Linked DNA regions of Mus musculus: all the other regions are linked to region 5. A link is a contact called in public HiChIP or PLAC-seq data. All regions are on one chromosome and are shown on one strand. Each heading gives the region's core, a stretch centred on a gene start, on an enhancer-like site or on the middle of the called end of the contact. The rest is flanking DNA. Distances are from core to core; before and after follow the strand shown. Region 1 has its middle 52 kb from the start of Gm40016. Region 2 has its middle 34 kb from the start of Gm30305. Region 3 has its middle 36 kb from the start of Gm29851. Region 4 has its middle 3.4 kb from the start of Gm29851. Region 5 holds the start of Cox10 (heme A:farnesyltransferase cytochrome c oxidase assembly factor 10). Region 6 overlaps Pmp22 (peripheral myelin protein 22).

The links. HiChIP or PLAC-seq counts read pairs in DNA pulled down with a chosen protein or histone mark.
Region 1: an H3K27ac HiChIP or PLAC-seq map of differentiating embryonic stem cells shows a contact between it and region 5, with 5 times the contacts expected there. The contact joins the enhancer-like site here to the promoter of Cox10 in region 5. A contact is called at or near these places in 9 of 39 promoter capture datasets (the 3T3-L1 cell line, cranial neural crest, embryonic stem cells and 5 more), 4 of 484 Hi-C or Micro-C datasets (cerebral cortex, cortical neurons and liver), 12 of 115 datasets of contacts at active chromatin or transcription factors (craniofacial prominence, differentiating embryonic stem cells, embryonic forebrain and 6 more) and 1 of 9 other capture datasets (embryonic stem cells).
Region 2: an H3K4me3 HiChIP or PLAC-seq map of neural progenitor cells shows a contact between it and region 5, with 5 times the contacts expected there. The contact joins the enhancer-like site here to the promoter of Cox10 in region 5. A contact is called at or near these places in 3 of 39 promoter capture datasets (cranial neural crest, frontonasal cranial neural crest and liver) and 4 of 115 datasets of contacts at active chromatin or transcription factors (bone marrow-derived macrophages, embryonic limb bud, neural progenitor cells and 1 more).
Region 3: a contact with region 5 is called in an H3K27ac HiChIP or PLAC-seq map of differentiating embryonic stem cells, with 5 times the contacts expected there. The contact joins the enhancer-like site here to the promoter of Cox10 in region 5. A contact is called at or near these places in 4 of 39 promoter capture datasets (cranial neural crest, frontonasal cranial neural crest, hippocampal neurons and 1 more) and 7 of 115 datasets of contacts at active chromatin or transcription factors (cardiomyocytes, differentiating embryonic stem cells, double positive thymocytes and 4 more).
Region 4: a contact with region 5 is called in an H3K4me3 HiChIP or PLAC-seq map of embryonic limb bud, with 3 times the contacts expected there. The contact joins the enhancer-like site here to the promoter of Cox10 in region 5. A contact is called at or near these places in 9 of 39 promoter capture datasets (the 3T3-L1 cell line, 3T3-L1-derived adipocytes, cranial neural crest and 5 more) and 3 of 115 datasets of contacts at active chromatin or transcription factors (embryonic limb bud, embryonic midbrain and stem cell-derived neural progenitor cells).
Region 6: a contact with region 5 is called in an H3K27ac HiChIP or PLAC-seq map of microglia, with 4 times the contacts expected there. The contact joins the enhancer-like site here to the promoter of Cox10 in region 5. A contact is called at or near these places in 2 of 39 promoter capture datasets (the 3T3-L1 cell line and pre-B cells) and 3 of 115 datasets of contacts at active chromatin or transcription factors (the NIH/3T3 cell line, embryonic stem cells and microglia).

Annotation. Positions count from the first base shown.
Region 1 is chr11:63,411,163-63,413,862 of GRCm38.p6, reverse strand. No RefSeq gene overlaps it. Among named protein-coding and RNA genes, the nearest start is that of Gm40016, 52 kb to the left of the region's middle. Within about 2 kb of position 1,397, at least 45 of the 459 cell types and tissues checked have an H3K27ac peak or open chromatin away from gene starts, as enhancers often do. A contact at or near this core is called in differentiating embryonic stem cells, embryonic stem cells, neural tube and 2 more, where this site is marked.
Region 2 is chr11:64,751,599-64,754,298 of GRCm38.p6, reverse strand. No RefSeq gene overlaps it. Among named protein-coding and RNA genes, the nearest start is that of Gm30305, 34 kb to the right of the region's middle. Within about 2 kb of position 1,293, at least 8 of the 459 cell types and tissues checked have an H3K27ac peak or open chromatin away from gene starts, as enhancers often do. A contact at or near this core is called in neural progenitor cells, where this site is marked.
Region 3 is chr11:63,212,897-63,215,596 of GRCm38.p6, reverse strand. No RefSeq gene overlaps it. Among named protein-coding and RNA genes, the nearest start is that of Gm29851, 36 kb to the left of the region's middle. Within about 2 kb of position 1,341, at least 13 of the 459 cell types and tissues checked have an H3K27ac peak or open chromatin away from gene starts, as enhancers often do. A contact at or near this core is called in differentiating embryonic stem cells and embryonic stem cells, where this site is marked.
Region 4 is chr11:63,252,094-63,254,793 of GRCm38.p6, reverse strand. No RefSeq gene overlaps it. Among named protein-coding and RNA genes, the nearest start is that of Gm29851, 3.4 kb to the right of the region's middle. Within about 2 kb of position 1,398, at least 24 of the 459 cell types and tissues checked have an H3K27ac peak or open chromatin away from gene starts, as enhancers often do. A contact at or near this core is called in embryonic limb bud, where this site is marked.
Region 5 is chr11:64,078,064-64,080,763 of GRCm38.p6, reverse strand. It overlaps Cox10 (heme A:farnesyltransferase cytochrome c oxidase assembly factor 10), which reads left to right and starts at 1,292. Exons shown (of 7, transcript NM_178379.3): 1 at 1,292-1,428. The coding sequence starts at 1,386. It overlaps 2810001G20Rik (RIKEN cDNA 2810001G20 gene), which reads right to left and starts at 1,280. Exons shown (of 2, transcript NR_033780.1): 1 at 987-1,280.
Region 6 is chr11:63,150,180-63,152,879 of GRCm38.p6, reverse strand. Pmp22 (peripheral myelin protein 22) reads right to left here. Exons shown (of 5, transcript NM_008885.3): 4 at 1,621-1,761. Among named protein-coding and RNA genes, the nearest start is that of Pmp22, 20 kb to the right of the region's middle. Within about 2 kb of position 1,274, at least 15 of the 459 cell types and tissues checked have an H3K27ac peak or open chromatin away from gene starts, as enhancers often do. A contact at or near this core is called in microglia, where this site is marked.

The DNA.
Region 1 (2,700 bases), core at 148-2,647, 670 kb after region 5:
TGCAGCACTGTATAAAACAGTGAAATGCAGATACGTTCTACATCACAAAGGAATCTCAAGAGCACTTGCTGTGTCAGTGAATCAGGACAGGAAGAGGCCCGGTGCCACTCTTGTGAAATGTCCTGGACTGTTAAAGCCATGGAACTGGTACAAGAAGCAGTGAGGATCAACTCTTTGATGGTTCTATAATTTTATTTGGAGGTGGTGAAAATATTTTGGAACTAAATAGAACACTGTTTGACAATGTTGTGAATATGCTAATTGCCTGTCGCTTGTTCTCTTTAAAATAGTTAAATCCATGTGAATTTCCTGCCAACTGGGATGTCTTCAATTCATAATATCCCCATGAATCCTCAAAACATCACAAGGCTTCTCATTGTCACTGTATGTCTTCAGAGGCGACTCTTGGCGTCAAAGGGTTGTAGGAGCTAATGCATGATGGGAGATTAAAATAAATCTATCGAAGCAAACGAGATAATGCATGCGTTGAACTCCTTGAGACTCGAGGAAAAACTTAACTGTATTCTGCTTTTCTCGTACTGGCGGACTCTCATTGCACTGAGCCAGAAGAAAGTAAAACAGAAAGCAAGGAACAGGCCACGGAGGTCAGAGTCCTTTTTGAAGTCGCTCCATCTCAGCGTTGCCGGCACTTTCCACGCATGGTGGGTGTGTGGCAGAGAGGAACTGGATAATTAAAAGATTAAAAAGAAAAAAAGAAAAAAAAAAACAAGCAGAAAACACATTTTTTCCCCATAGCTAGTGATGCTGTTCTTCCTTGAAATACTGCCCCTGAAGATCAAAGATAAACAAACAAGCTGGGGGAGGGGTCGGAAAGCGACTCCGACGCCCCAAGTATCTTTTTTTCCTCTACTGAAAACCAGAGCCTTCCTTTCGGAATGTAAATGTTTTCCTCGAAACTTGCGACAATCACGGATGTAAAGGAGAGCTTTTGTCGCAGTGGGGTCTCTTATCTGCACTGACCTGTCGCTCCTTCAGACGGAGACTTGGGCCCCAATTCTCAGGATTTTCGAAAAGAATGCGCTCCAGTGAGGGTGGGGGTGGGTGAGGAAGCCGAGCCGCGCAGACGGTTTAACATGCTAATGTCTTCAGTCTCTTTTAGGTGGAGGATCAAGGTTTGGCTATTTTCAACTTCTTTTCCACTCCCCCTCTCTTCCCATCCCAGTTTAGTTTCGAGAGGACTGTGGATGTGACAAGGGCTTTGTGTAGGGAATTCAGGGGAATGAAAGGGCCAAGGAGACCCAGTTGAGGGAACAAACTTTTGGGGGTCAGTGGGGTCAGTTTGGAATAAAAGCGTGGCATTGTTGGTATTAAGGACATGCTCGCAGCAGGGTGTCCTGAACTGGGCACACAACTCCAGGCCTGTTTATTCAACACTGAAATACCTAAGGATGGGCCTTGGGGAGAAAAGGGGAAGCCAAGCCGGAGGCCTGTGTGGCACCTTCCAGCTTCAGAGAGCTCCCGGGACACACACAAAGCCCCGCTTTTTCCACATTTCGGAGAAGAAAGTGCCTGTGCATAACCCAAAATTAATTGATTAATTAACCAATGCATTAAACGAAGAGCTTCCCGTGGCACTTTTTTTTTTATCCCTCTTTCCTTTCTTTCTTCCCGGCTCCACACATGTACAATCCGGGTCATTGAAAGCCCAAGATAGAAACAGTTTCTTAACGGTGTTTGAAAACAGCCTTTGTTTCCATGGAAGTAGCCGGGGCTCTCTGAGGCTTCCTTCTAAAAAACATTTACCCACCTCAGACCTAAAGGGAGGGGAGGGTGCCTCTCTTTGTTTTGTTTTGTTTGTTTTGTTTGTTTGGGGACGATTAAATGAGAGAAATTGCTTGCAGCAGTCCACACACACACACACACACACACACACACACACACACACTGTTAACCTAAATAAATATTAGTAGTCGTTACTGTGTATTGCTCTTCTGTGGCCTAGTCACTGTGAGGTCAGGAAGAAAGATGGAGGGCTGAGGAAGAGACTGGCCCACTGGGGCTGGAAATAGAATTAAGGCAGAGGGGAAATTCGGCAGCTGGATCCTAGGCAAGGATGTCATCTTCCAGGCAGTGGGGGACATTTCCAGAGTCCAAAGTAAAACGGACCTCAAAGCATGAAATGAATATATATACACCTGAAGGGCCATGTGAGCTTGCTCTACTCTACTCTCTTGGGAGCAACAAGACCAGGACACATAAATACTGAAGAAGGCAAGTGCTGGCTTCTGTTTTATAGATTGCCAGAGTTTTGAATACCAGAGAAAAAGACAGACAAGGTTACAATTTGAAGAACACTTGGAAACAAGGAAGAGTGACATAAAGCCAGCACGTCCAAAGGATTTAGTGCAGACACTTAGGCGGGGACAGGCAAGCCCAGAAAGTAGGGACTGAGTAAAACGGTGTATGAGGTGACAGTGTTCACATCTGGAATAGGGTGTGGCTTGGGGGTTGCACTGTTGACTCTGAGGTTGAGAAAGCAGGGTTTCCAGAAGTTAAATTAAGAGATAGATCACTGAATGGTTTGTCACAGGAAGATGGTGCCAGCAGAGACACTGGCTAAAAATCTAGGTCCATAATCCGCTTACGTGGTAGTGGTAATACAGCATTTGAGTTTGTGCTGTTGGGAAGTCACATGAGAGATGACAAAACAGGATAAAGTCACCATTGTTCAAGAAGATA
Region 2 (2,700 bases), core at 44-2,543, 670 kb before region 5:
AGCTCAGACAGGATGCAGGCAGGGCATGAAGGAAAGACCATCCTCCACTGTGCTGAGAGCTACAGATATAGGAGGTGAAGTCACCTGATCCTGGCTCTCTGCTTCCTCTCAAGTTTCAGCGGGTTGGGCTCCTGCTTACAGTTAAGGGATCTGTTTCATCCATAATAGTGCGGTGGCACATGGGGACATTTTTCTTCTTGCCCATCAAAGCCATTGTGCTCTGGCTTCTTTATTTCACTAACTTCCCCATGGTCTCTTGGGTATTTGCCCTGTGATTATTGTAGACTTGCTTTATACCCATTCTTCTGGGAATAGAAAGAAAATCTTGCTTAGGGATTTACCTAAAATAATTTTACATATAAATATATTTAAAAGCCACTACAATAGTCTACATTGTATCTTTGCTATATGGAGCAAAGAGCTCTCTGGAAATTTCTTTTCCAGTCATATTATATTTGTTTCTATTTGTTATTAGTGTATTTTCCTGGTATCTCATATGGAACAGCTTTGAAGATTCCTGCGAGCCCCAGCTGGAAAATTCCTTCTTTGAAGTGCCCCATCCATTCATCTGTTGTCAATGGCAGGCTCTCTCCACACAGACATCTTACACTTTCCACAGTTAGTTCAGAATCTATTTCTTTTGACGAAGACTCAATTCATCATCCTGAACACTTCCCTATTTCCCTTGCCTTCATTTCTTTCACTTTGGCCTTCTGTTAAGTTCATCAGGGTACTTGCTTTTTCCTTTCAAGTGCCACCGAAGAACCTAGAAAGGTATCAAAACCCCATTTCTTCTAAATGTTCAGATCTCCAGTTCTCCCAAGCTCCCTTGCAGGGCCAGAATGTGCCAGGGAGGACTAAGAAAAGCATGAATCTTAAATGTATGAAGCTGTGCAACAGTGAACTCTGCTGCTCTCAAATCTGAATCTAAAATTGAAAATGCCAGCTTGACTCCGTTCTGAGTTAAGCTGCTGTGTCTGATGCATCCAGTTGCTAAATACTTTCCTCCCAGGCTTTTTTCATGGACCAATTCAGAACACAAGCAGGTCTTGAATGGAGCTTTCTAGGTACAAAAGAATAAATAAGGACGATACAAAAGAATGTTTTTTGTTCAGATTTGATTTTAACAGAGCATTACAAACTTTCGTTTGACTCTGTCAGTTGAGCAGGTCATTCGGTAAGCAGCAGGCTCACTGTTTGATGCCCAGGGATCCTCTCTGCTGGGTGTGCTAGGGGACACCTGCAACTCAGCCAAGATTCCTTGCTTGCCTGCTGGCTCATAGCTGTTAGTGACAGTGATGGCATTTAAGCTCGCAGAAACCTGTGGAGACAAGCACGGCAACACTCTGGATACAGAACTGCTCGGGGTATTTCCGTCCATTTTGCAAAGCCTTGTAGGAATTGCCAGGACCAAGCTTTGGCTAATTCTGTGTTATTCAGCCAGCTTTTGTGAGCTTCTGCTGATGTTTGGAAATGCATTGGATTATTTACTTATAATATTTATAATTCCATATGTATTAAAACAACGTTCCTCTGTATATTAGTTATTTTGTTTTGTTGTTGTTGTTGCCATGACAAAACACCATGCCCAAAGTAACTTAAGGAAGAGAGAGTTCGTTCAGGCTTATTGTTCTAAATGAATAAAACCCCTTTATGACAGCCAGGCATGGCAGAAAATGGCAGGCATGGGGGGCAGAAGCAGGAAGCTGAGAGACCACAAGCACAAAGCACAGAGCAAACTGGAAGTGGGAACAGGCAATGGACTCTCAAAGCCTAACCTCAGTGATCTACTTCCTGCAAGGTGCCACCTCCCTATTGCCTCCTTAAAACAGCGCCACCAACTGGGGATCAAGTGTCCAAACACTTGAGCCTATGGAAAACATTCATGTTTAAATTGCTATGCTTAGATAAATGTCATTATTGTACTCTCTCTTTCTCTATCTAGCGTGTATTAATTAGTATATGTGCTTACCTATGCACAGAATGTGGAAGCCAGAGATTGACAACTTGTGTCTTCCTTTGTGACACTCCACTTTATTTTTGAAGCATGTCTCTCAATGAACCTGATGCTGGGTATTTCAGTAAAGGGGCTGGCCAATATACTCTGAGGATCTTCCCGGTTTTCCTGCTTCTGCACGTTGGGTTTCAGGTATAGTCTACCATGCTTGTCTTTTATGTGAGTGTTTGTGAGCCAAACTCAGGTCTTTATGTTTTCACAATAGGTACCTTCCCTCTGAGTTGCCTTCCCGTTTCCCATTGTGTTCATTTTTTCCTATTCATTTATTTTACTTAATTTATTGTTTGGTTGGTTTTCAAGACAGGGTTTCATATAACTGAGATGACCTTGAATTTATAAGCCCCCTGCCTCTACCTCCCAAGTGCTGAAATTACAAGTGTGTGTGTGTGTGTGTGTGTGTGTGTGTGTGTGTGTGACCGTGACTGGCATGCCAGCTATTCCATGTCAAGTCGACAGAGGCAAGAATCATTTTGGGAAGAAGGAATTTCAGTTACAAAAAATGCCTCCATCAGATGGGTAAGGCTGTGGTACATTTTTGTAAATTAGTGATTGATGTCGAAGGCCTGTACCATGGTGGATGTTGCTACCTCCAGGCAGGCAGTCCTGGAATGTCTAAGAAAGCAGACAGAACAAGCTGTGGGGAGCAAGTCAATAAACAGCACTCCTCCATGGCCTTTGCTTCA
Region 3 (2,700 bases), core at 92-2,591, 870 kb after region 5:
CAGGGACCCCAGCCTCAGAATATCCGACAGTCTCAAAAGCCTTGCATGCATTCTAAAATTAGCTATCTGGCTGGGGTAGGGGTGGGGGGTCATCAGACTCAACTCAAGTGCAGTTGAACAGAGCACATTAACTTCCTGACAGCTTTGTTCAGAAACACTCAAAACAAATGACCTGCTGCCAGTATAAATGGATGCAGCAACTCTTTGCTCCTTACTGAGGTAAGCATTGGTGTGTTTGGACATGTTTGTCCCTCAAAGCTTGCATGATGGAAGGTTGGTTCCACTGTGGCAATGTTAAAAGGGAATAGGACCTATAAGAGATACAACTAATGGGACGTCCTTAGGTCATGGGGGCTTCTCTCAGAAGAGTTTCTATATTTCTCATGGGTCCCCTGAGTTCACCCTCAAGAGAGAAAACTGACAAAAAGCCTGAGCCTGACCCTGGGTGAAGTGGAATTTTCTGGTTTTGTTGGAGATTCAGTTGTGTCATGTGGTGTTTTTCTGGAAGCTGTCTGGTGAAAGGACATGTGATGTTTGCTGGAGCAGAGACTTAAGAGCACATGTGATGTTTAAAAAGTGTAAGTATAGCCAACAGACAGTGGATGATGCTCTGGCATGGGTTCACCTTGCTGGTCTTTATCAGGGTTCACCTTGCTGGTCTTTATTGGGGCTCACCTTGCTGGTCTTTATCGGGGTTCACCTTGCTGTCCTTTATCGGGGTTCACCTTGCTGCCCTTTATCGGGGTTCACCTTGCTGGTCTTTATCGGGGTTCACTTTGCTAGCCTTTATTGGGGTTCACCTTGCTGGTCTTCACTGATGACACCCTGGCATTGGTGCACCTTGCTTTCTTCTCTGGTCTCGGCTTGTCATGACTTCATAGAGAGATATACACCAATGAACTTCTGTTCATTAATTCTGTTGCTACTTCATAACTAATTCTGCTACTGTTAAGAATCATAATGTAAATATCTGTGTTTTCCGATGGTTTTAGGGACCCCCTGTGAAAGGGTCATTGATTTCCCCAGGGGTCCTGACCTACATGTTGTGAACCTGAGTGCTGCACTAACCTAAGGCTCACTGCAGAGCCAGCGCTTCCCTGGCTCTCATTAACTCACTGGGTAGAAATTTCTGAGAGTCCACAATTAATAAAGATGCCTCATGCAGTCAGACCTCTGTGCTGATCGAACGGTGTGCTGATCAAACTCATGCGCAAGTGAAATCAGCAGCTTGGGCAAGAGGCTTTGAGGGCGGGATTTCCTCACCCAGTGACCTCACCCAGCAGGGATATCCTCTGAGGCAGATGCCTTGGAGCAACATTTAAATGTTCGACTCTCCCTCCCACCCCCACCCCACCCCTACACACACTGGCCTCTTCCTGCCCGCACAACCGCCTCTGGAGCAGTTAACTCTCACTGGATGATGCTGTATTCCTCAGTCTGCACCTCCCACTTAAACACAAAGTCCGCGAGGTGCTTTGTTATGGAGGCATCCCTGGAGCCTGGCAGGTTGTCATCAGTCGGAAGAGCGGAATGCTTGAAGGAAGGCGCACACTTCCGGAACTCCGCCCATCGCCAGCACTCACTGAGCACGCTGATACTGTCTCTTTTCCTACTCCTGGGCCATTCAAGGACTTGGAGCTATGGACATATACCATGACATATACCACGATGAAGAACTGAATCGAACGTCCTCTCAAGAGTAGGTTCTCATGGATGAATATCCACTGGCAAGCTAGGTCTTCCCTGAAGGTCTAACTTTCTGAGAGCCTAGTGTGAATTGACTTGAGAAGGAAAAAAAAAATGTTTTTTGGTTGTTGTTTTTTTTTTTAATTAAAAAATTAACGTATATTTATTCTCAATTCTGAACTTTCTTTTCCCTTCCTAGCAGGCCAGATGCATACCTCACATGTAAACTGCATAAATAAGCCGTTGGTTAGTCAGCTGTGGTGGAATTTTCTAGCTGGCTGGTCCCTGATACTGTGGTCTCCCTAACTTACCCAGAGTGCCTAGGTGGCCGTGGGCTGCCGGACAAGTGGATCCCAGACTCTTCCTGGTCTTTTGTTCCAATGGAGCTGCCTGCAGCTGTCCGCTTTTTGGGGGACCTTCTCTCATCTCTTAACATCGCTCTATTGCTTGTCTCTTTCATGTTATAAGCAGAGATAGGCTTGTTCAAGTATCTAGGAGCTTGCAAATTTAAAAACAAAAACAAACAATCAAACAAACAAAACCATCAGATTGACCATGAGCTAGCTGTGCAGAGCAGAAATATTTCATTTCCTAGAAAGCCTTTCCACTCAGCCCGCCACAGCTAACCTGCCCTGGACATTGCGTGGCTGTACCCGCCGCCCAGTGGACAGACTGGGTACTGCATTTGCAGAATGCAACTCTTTGTCAAGGAGTAAAGATCTGCTTCAGGCTGGATTCTTTTTCTTACCTGTACACCGCACCACTCTCCTGGAGAGGTACTGACCAAGTAAGGAAGAAGCTTGCAGAGGAAGAGAATAGGGGAATCTCTGTAAAAATCATCGCTGTTCTAATTTTTTCTTGAAATTATGGAGGGGGAAGATCTTTTAAAATGGACAATTGTGAACAATTTGCACAATGTTTGTGCAAAATGCAAACTGGAACCCCAACTTACCCCAGGTCCCATGCTTGGAGCTCTCTTTCTGACTCTCTAATCTCCACACATGTCACCATTCC
Region 4 (2,700 bases), core at 149-2,648, 830 kb after region 5:
AGAATTTCCCAAAAGCAATCAGAAACATCATTACATGGAGAATCCTTAATCTATGATGAATGAGAAACCCTTAATGCCTTTCACATCCTGATTCAGAAACTGGTAACTGTAGGGTCTCATATTCTTCCTCCATGAACAAGTGCTTACATGGAAGCTGTGGCTTCCTACTGCAACCCAGCATTGTAAGAGGACATCCTTCTACCCAGTGCCAGCCCAGGAAAAACATCCATCTTCAAAATCCAACATGGGGGTCACAGCCCATGCCTCAAGTCACGTTCAGCCAACCATCCTCAATAAGTAGAGCCAATAAAAAGCCAAATTAAAGGTGGGAAGCAGAACACAGAGGTTTACTCAATGTGATCACTTTGGGAAGAGGGACAAAGATACCCTCCAAGTCCATCTTAGTCTGCAGGGCCTGGAAGTAAAAATAAAGCTTGAAGAGAGCCAAGGATATGCACATCTAAGGTCCAGGTGTGGTCCTGAACACCACCGACCAGCCCGGCATTGTCTGGACTCCAGTCTCACCCTCCAAGGTGGTCTGATGGTGTTATCTATGTGCAGTCACTTTCTGGAAGACAAGTGCCTCCTGTGGGTGATACCTTTGCCTTCTCCCAGCATGAGGAGACTCCTGGGGAAATGTTCATCTCTTTGGAGTCTGCTGTTTAGTAGCCTGATGGCCAGATTGAAAGATACAAGGGTTTCTTTGAAGTATCTTCATTTCTGCCAGGCCTGTTACGGATATGGGTTTCTAACAACTTCATTTTCCTTCTGCACCACTGTAAGGTAGGAAAATAGAAAATCCAACCACTGTAAGTCAGGGCCATCCGTACTTTGCACATTTGAAAGGAGTAAAATGAAGACGAGCAAATGGCCCAGCTGTCCTCCATACAACTGGCGCCATTGCCAGCTGAGTTCTAAGTTCCAGGGCTGTCCACCCAGGTCTCCAGTTGATCCTCTTAGAAGATCCCACAGGCAACGCTCAGACCCAGACTGAGGCCTCAAAGAAAGCAGTGTCTTCCCTCAAAAAGGCAGAACAACCATTGGTTCCTGCCCAACCGGTGCTTGGTGGCCCCACAGAAAGACCACAGTGAGAATAAATGGTCCAAATGATAGTGAGAGATATCCCAGGCAGTGAAAACCCTCTCCAGCCCTCAGAGCTCTGGAGAATCCAAGAAAGCCTTTCTCAACCCTCAGAGTTTTCCAGGGTCTAAGTAAGCTCTTTCTCGGGCCACAGGAAGGGCCAGGAGGGCCATGTGAACTGAGTCCTACAGATGGTTTGCCCTGGTGTGCCATCTAGAGCCTAGGCAGATGTGAATGGACAGCTGTTATTCCTGTTCCTAGGGTGCTATTGGGAGGGATCCGTGGGGCCGCCTCAGGCCAGCTCAGTCAACAGTCACTCTGATGAGAAATGCAGCAGTCAGAGGCACAGACAGGAAAAGCCAAATACCTGTCAGGCTTTTTCACACTCCAGCGCTGCCAGAAGGCCTATAAAAATGTCATTGTCTCTCAGCTGCTGGTGATTATATTACCCTTTACGTTGGCTGTTGGTAATAAAAAAAAAAAAAAAGGAGAGCAAATATCATTTTTTTTTTTTGCACTGCTCTGGCCTTCCCCTGGCCTTTTTCAAACAATAATAGACTAAATATAAAGAGACAGAAGCCATTACTTGGCTCTTTAACTAGTGCCAAGGAAAATGAATAATTAAGGAAACATTACTTGGAAGAAATGTACACAGTTGCTTTTAAGTTAGAACCAAGTAAGAGCTCTTTAAAAATACATCATTTCCCCTTTTCTTAACATGGCATTCCTACAGTGGCCTCATATATTATCGTTGCTACTGTTTAGATCTTACCAAAGGGGAAAAAGGCTTTTAGTTTCCATTATCCTATTAAAAGTCCCAAATCAAACTGAAACAGAGAATAGGGTGGGCGGGGGTGGGGGGGATGGAAAGGGGTGTTCTGTTTGTACAGCTTCCTTCGAATCTGGCCTAGCAGCCAATATTTAATTTTGTTCACCTGGGGGCAGCCATTCCAAACACCATTCTCCTACTCCCCTTGAACATCAACCTCAGTTGTGGGAAGCCTAGCTTACTGTGGAATATGTTACTAAAAATAAGCACACTCAGGTCACCCTATGCAAGCATCAGCAGCCAAATGCATGCTGGGTAAAGGCAGTTCTTGCTGGGTAAGGGCTCACTCAGGCTCTTCGTGTTCTGGCCTTGCCCTTCCAATGCCTGCATCACTCTTCCTTTCCTGTTTGGTTTTCAGCACCTCTTTTGTAGACTGAGCCTACAATTATCCGCAGTGGAATGCCCCATTCACAGCTGCCACCCAGGTAATGATCTAGCTATATCAGAGGGTTCCCGGCAGGGAGGACTAGAGAGGAAATCTAGGGAAGTCTAGTCTAGGACTAGAGAGGAAGTCACTGTCCAGCCTGTGGCCGTGAGAGCACATATCTGAGGTTTCTGATGTGGTCGGTCTTTGTGGTTTTCAAAATCAGAGACTTCCTAAAGTCTACAGGAGTCCAGATGTGCAAATGTCTGCTTGGGTGAGACTACAGTCAGAGAGACAATCTGAACCCTGATACAGACATACTTCACAGATGCAACTGCATGTGAAGCAAAGTTCATTAAACACGTGCAGTCACTGGGCTGGGGCCCTAGTCCAATGACTGATGGCCTCATAATAAGAGGTAGAAACA
Region 5 (2,700 bases), core at 43-2,542:
ACTGCTTTTCCAAAGTGGCTACAATATTTTATATTCCTATAAACAATGTATCAGGATTCCTACTTCTTCACTAACTTGTTAACTCCTGCTATTGATTAATTTTGTTTATAGCCATCTTATAGGTGTACAGTCCTATCACTTTTTGGTTTTATAACACAAATTTTAAGAGACAACTATAAAGAGATAGGAAGTACAGTAGACTGCTATACAATCTACAGTTTGAATCACGCAATCTCTCTAGCCCTCAGGTTCCATACCATGTAACCATTGAGTTAGGTATCTGAGATCTAGTTTGTAAAGGGCTAACTTATTTATGATGATCAGAGTTCCAGGAACAGTGGGTCTAATTAACCAAGATAGCTGTAAAGCAGAAGGCCTCCCCTAAGCAGCACTCACTGTTGGTGTGATTAGATCCCAAATTGTGCTTTTCATTTGTTGATTTAAGGTTTGTACTTTGTAATATTTCACTTAACACAGCATTTCAAAGTGCTCGAAAAACAGTGGATTGAACAGTTGTTAACTTTTCAGTTATTCACCAGAAATCCATCCTCTTCTTCCTTAGTCTAAGATTAATTTGATGGGGACAACCATTATCCTAGGTCCACAGTGATGAACTGTGATGGGCCTCAGAAAATCCCATTCTCTGCTCTGTCTTCCTGGTAAACTGGAAAACTCTCACAGTTCCTTCTACTGAGCAGCAAGTTGGCTCTTCAAAGCCTTTCTTTAGCCTACTTCACAGAAATGCTAACCTCATTCCATAGCGCTTTCTACCTTATCCCTATCGGGATGACGCTCACCATGACCAGTTCTTGCTGCAGAGACACAGTGCGTGCTCTTACACAAACTCCTGTCTCAGTGGCCCCTGATCAGCACCTGAGGTGAACCACAGAGATCTCACCTCATCGCTGAAAGCAAACACAAACTGCCCTTGTAAGTCATGTTTTGCTCTTTTAATGAGTTTCTTTCTTCCTCGTTTTTTTACTTACCAAACTCCACGAGAAGCCAACAGCCTGCGCAAGATCAGCCTGGGTGACAACTGAGGAGGCATTCAATTCTTTCAAGCTCAGGGGACTGCCGGGCCGGGCCGGACTCCAGAGCCCTAACCCCGCCACGACTCGCCTTCCGCCCGCGGGCTCCGACGATCTGTCCCTCCCGGGCAGAGAGCTCACCTAGTCTACATCTGGAGCGTCTGAGGGGAAAGCGAAAGCTCTACCATCCGATCTTTATAAGCTCCGCTAGCCTAGCTTTCAGAGAGCGCTGGGAGCCGGAAGTGACAAGAGGAAGTCCCGCCTCACTCAGAGGGCGGGCTAGCAAGATGGCGGCGCCCAGGAGCCGGTGAGGTGAGAGGCGTCCTGGGGTCCTGGGGACTGCTGCACCAGTACGTTATGGCCGCGTCCCCGCACACCATTTCCTCGCGCCTCCTCACAGGTATTGTACCCGGTTGGGAATGATCGTGGACGAATTGTTTTCTTTTTTGCCATGTGCGGTACCGTGTTGCCGGCCGCCTGCAACCTTGGAAGCCCTTGGCTTGTCACTTGGCAGGGAGGTGACCTTTAGGGTCACCTGAAGGGACGAGGCCAAGTATTGTGGACCAGCTTTGCACCGTAGGCCAGGTGGTCCCTAAGGCTTGATATCCCGTGCTCTTTGGAGTTTCAGACAGTGCAAGATGGAGGGACAGGATAAACCATGGGGCTCCACAAGCCTGGCACATGAGAGCCGCGGTTCCTGGCCACCGCCTTTTAATGACAAGAAGCGCACCTCCCCCCCCCCCCCCCCCCCGTTAAGGAGCTGTCTTCCAGCTTAAAGTGTTACCTTAATCACCATGATAATGATAACTGCCAACTGAATCCCATTGAGCCAGCGCTGTACCATCAGTATGGCTCCTTCCATCAGAAGGACTTTTGACAGATGTGTGTTTATCACAAACTCTTGAAAAGCTCCTATATTTTACCTTTTCAGGGAGGCCAACCTTAGCACTCTAACTAAAATAGGAGTCTTTATCCTTCTTTTCTTATATCATATTAATTTATCATGAATAACACACGGTGTAATTGTTCACACCTGCAGTACAGATGTGCAACAATTTAGTGTGTTCCTCCCAGTAAGAGAAACACTTTGTGAAAGTAAAGATAGTCTGTCTCCCTGGTTCACCACTGTATCCCTCATGCCCAGAGCAATGCCTATGTGCATTGGTGATGCTCAGTCATTTGTGAATGAATGAGATTGTGCTGGTAGAAATTTTAAAGAGGAGGTTGGTTTTGTGACTAGTATCCATGGATGGTGGCAAAGTGATCTATAGTACAGACAAGATAGTGGAAGCCATTGTGTACCTTCTCACAGCCCAGAACCATCCTGTAGGCCTCCCTGTCACTTACACACTGCCCACTGTGTCTGGCTGACTGTGGTGATCACTGTGCTTCTGTAGAGCTCTTTTCTCCCGTGCGTTTGTATGATCCCAGTGCAGATCATTTGACTTTCTTTAATGAAACATTTACGCGTCTATAATAAGGTAACTGAGCTAGGTGATCTCAAAGGTACCTTCTGGCTCATAAACCAGGGCAGGAAGTGGAAGGGTGGGTAGAAGAGACAAAGTTGGGCAGTACTTGGTAATTGTCAAAGCTGTGCGTTGAGTGATAGAGCCTCCTTGGACACCTCTTTTCATATGACTGTCATTTTCTAAAATAAAAAGTTTATGGGGTT
Region 6 (2,700 bases), core at 25-2,524, 930 kb after region 5:
AACTCCCAGTTTAAGAGGATCCAATGCTCTCTTCTGGCTGCCTCAGAACTATTCATGACATGCTTTACATACATACATACATACATACATACATACATGCATGCATGCATGCATTCTGAAAAACTTCCATACGTAGAAAACAAATAAAAAGGGAGAAATAAGAGCTTAAAAATTAAAAATTAATTTTCAAAAAGGAAGCAGCGATGATACCTGTAACAGTATCTTCTTCTGAAACTCAATGGATTCCCTATTGATTTCCACTTAATGTGCTTCAGTGCTCTGAAGACCTGCCCTTCATCGAATGTAGCTGTCCACTGTGGCAGCCACACACATGCCACCATGAGACTACTTCTTCCTTCCTCTGCCTCCTTCTCCACCTCCCTTTCTCTTTCCTTCCCCAGGTGCTTGAGTTTTTCCTAATTCTTCCTTGATGTTAAACTGTTATTTCCCAAGTGTGTACTAATTCTCACCTCCACCCATGCTACCCCCATCTTCCCTCCAGCTTCTACCTTCTTCATAAACATCATGATCTGGGGAGGGAAAGCCCACAAGGTTGACTTAGAATTATCACACTCTGAGAAAATCTGAGGTACTCTGAGAGAATCTGAGGTATTCTGAGAGAATCTGAGGTCTTTAGATAAAGCCCCATTCCTTGGTTTTCAATTTGAGTAGAAAGATCTACCAGCAATTTCAATGAACATTCTGGAAACCCAGGATTCCTAGGAGAGCTCCCTTCAGATCATTTTGACAGGAGTTAACGACTGAGAACAGAGCACTCTTAGGAAATTCCAGCCACTTTCACTTCAACATTTCCAACTCCAGATAGCTTATTTACCGTAAGGGCCACTCAGCTGACGACTTGTGGCTGAAAACAAGTCTCATGAGAGACGAGCAGCTAGATTCAAAGGGCCTAAGTATAAGCAAATCATGTGCTTTTAAAGCCAGAGGCATCTGAGGCGGTGTTCTAGAATGTTCACATTGAGCTCAAAGTTGAAGCAAAGGTGTAAAAGCAAGTACCACAGTACGCAGACTTCTAAACAGTTAGGGGAACTCGAAGAATGTCCGCCTGAAGGGAAGTCCCTTAACTCAGAGGCCACTCGGGTCACATGGGTCCTTATCACTGGACCTCAGAGCTCCTCTCCTAGGCCTTTGGGCTAAGATCAAGTATAATGTCTAGACTTGGTGAATATTCACTAATATGGCATTGTAGAAAAGAGACTGCTTTGGCATTTACCTCTAATGATGTGCCCATATTGTAAGCTTCATTCCTGGTGATAGATCTGACATGTTGGAGGCTTTTCTTCTTGAGCACACGATTCTTTTTATATGTGTCTCATTCCACAGAGCAATGGAACATTTGCAATTTCAAATGTGTGTGTGTGTGTGTGTGTGTGAGAGAGAGAGAGAGAGAGAGAGAAATAGAGAGAGAGGGAGAGAGAGAGAGAGAGAGAGAGAGAGAGAGAGAGATGAGATCATGGGAGAAAGAGACAGAAAGGCACACAGAGAGACACAGAGAGAAAACGTTTTGGGATAAACATCCAATAGTCCAATTCACACACATCCATCCCTTGGGGAACAAGTCCTTCAAGACCCATATGAACGTCACCATCTACAACTTACCAGCAAGGATTTGGAAGAATCCAGTGATGTAAAACCGGCCGCCTTTGGTGAGAGTGAAGAGCTGGCAGAAGAACAGGAACAGAGCCAGGACGCTGAAGATGACAGACAGGATCATGGTGGCCTGGACAGACTGCAGCCATTCTGGGGGAAGAAACCAGACCTGGTTAGACAAGCCTGGGAATGGCCAGGAGGACCTGCCATAGGGCATGTGGGAACAAGGAAGCCGGATTGGCTGGCTGAGCCACCAACCTGGTGAAAACAATTCATTCCTGCATTTAAAAAAGACAATTGACAAGCCATCTTTTCTTATCAAACCCTGGACATTTCTGGAAAGGGCTATGGGAAAGCTGTTTGCTAGTAGGAGTTAAGTGCCATTTGAAATATACTGAACTGCCTTCCAAGTTTTTTTTTTTCTTTCTCCCAAACGTGCTGCTTAAGCTAGCAGACAATTCAGGACTTGTATAATCTAAGCTGTAATTTTCAACTTTACGACAAAAAGGTAATACAGGGCTGTTCACACTTAGACTTCGGAGCTCTTCCTGGGCTGGCTGTTTGTGTGTAGTATAGTTCTCCATCACAAGGGGGACAGTAGCAGGAAGTGGCGGTGTGAGGCAGCTCCCAGCTAGCCACCATCATGAGCAGAAACAGTCCACACTGCAGTGTGAGGGGTGGGGGTTGCAGGATGCAGGGTGCGGGGTCCTCAGTGGTTGCTGTGTTCTGAGTGCGTCTTTGATTTATATTAGTTTCTACTCACTGAGCCACAACCCCATAGTAACCAAGGCACATCTCTGTGTATATGTGCTTGAGGGTTTGGGTAATATCTGTTGCTTCCCAATATTCAAAGATCACCCCCGACACACACAATATGGACCTCTGAAGGGCTTGTTGGAACCCTTCTACTACATTCTAAAAATAATAGTTCATAACCAGTATTCACTAAGTTAGCATCCCCCAAAGAGATCCCAGGGATGGCTGTCAGAGCTGGGGGTATTCTTACAGAAAGCAGGTGCTACGCATGAAGAACATGCCATGTTGTCTGCCAATTCTATCTTTTCCTTGGTCAGTCTGGACCAGAGCCTT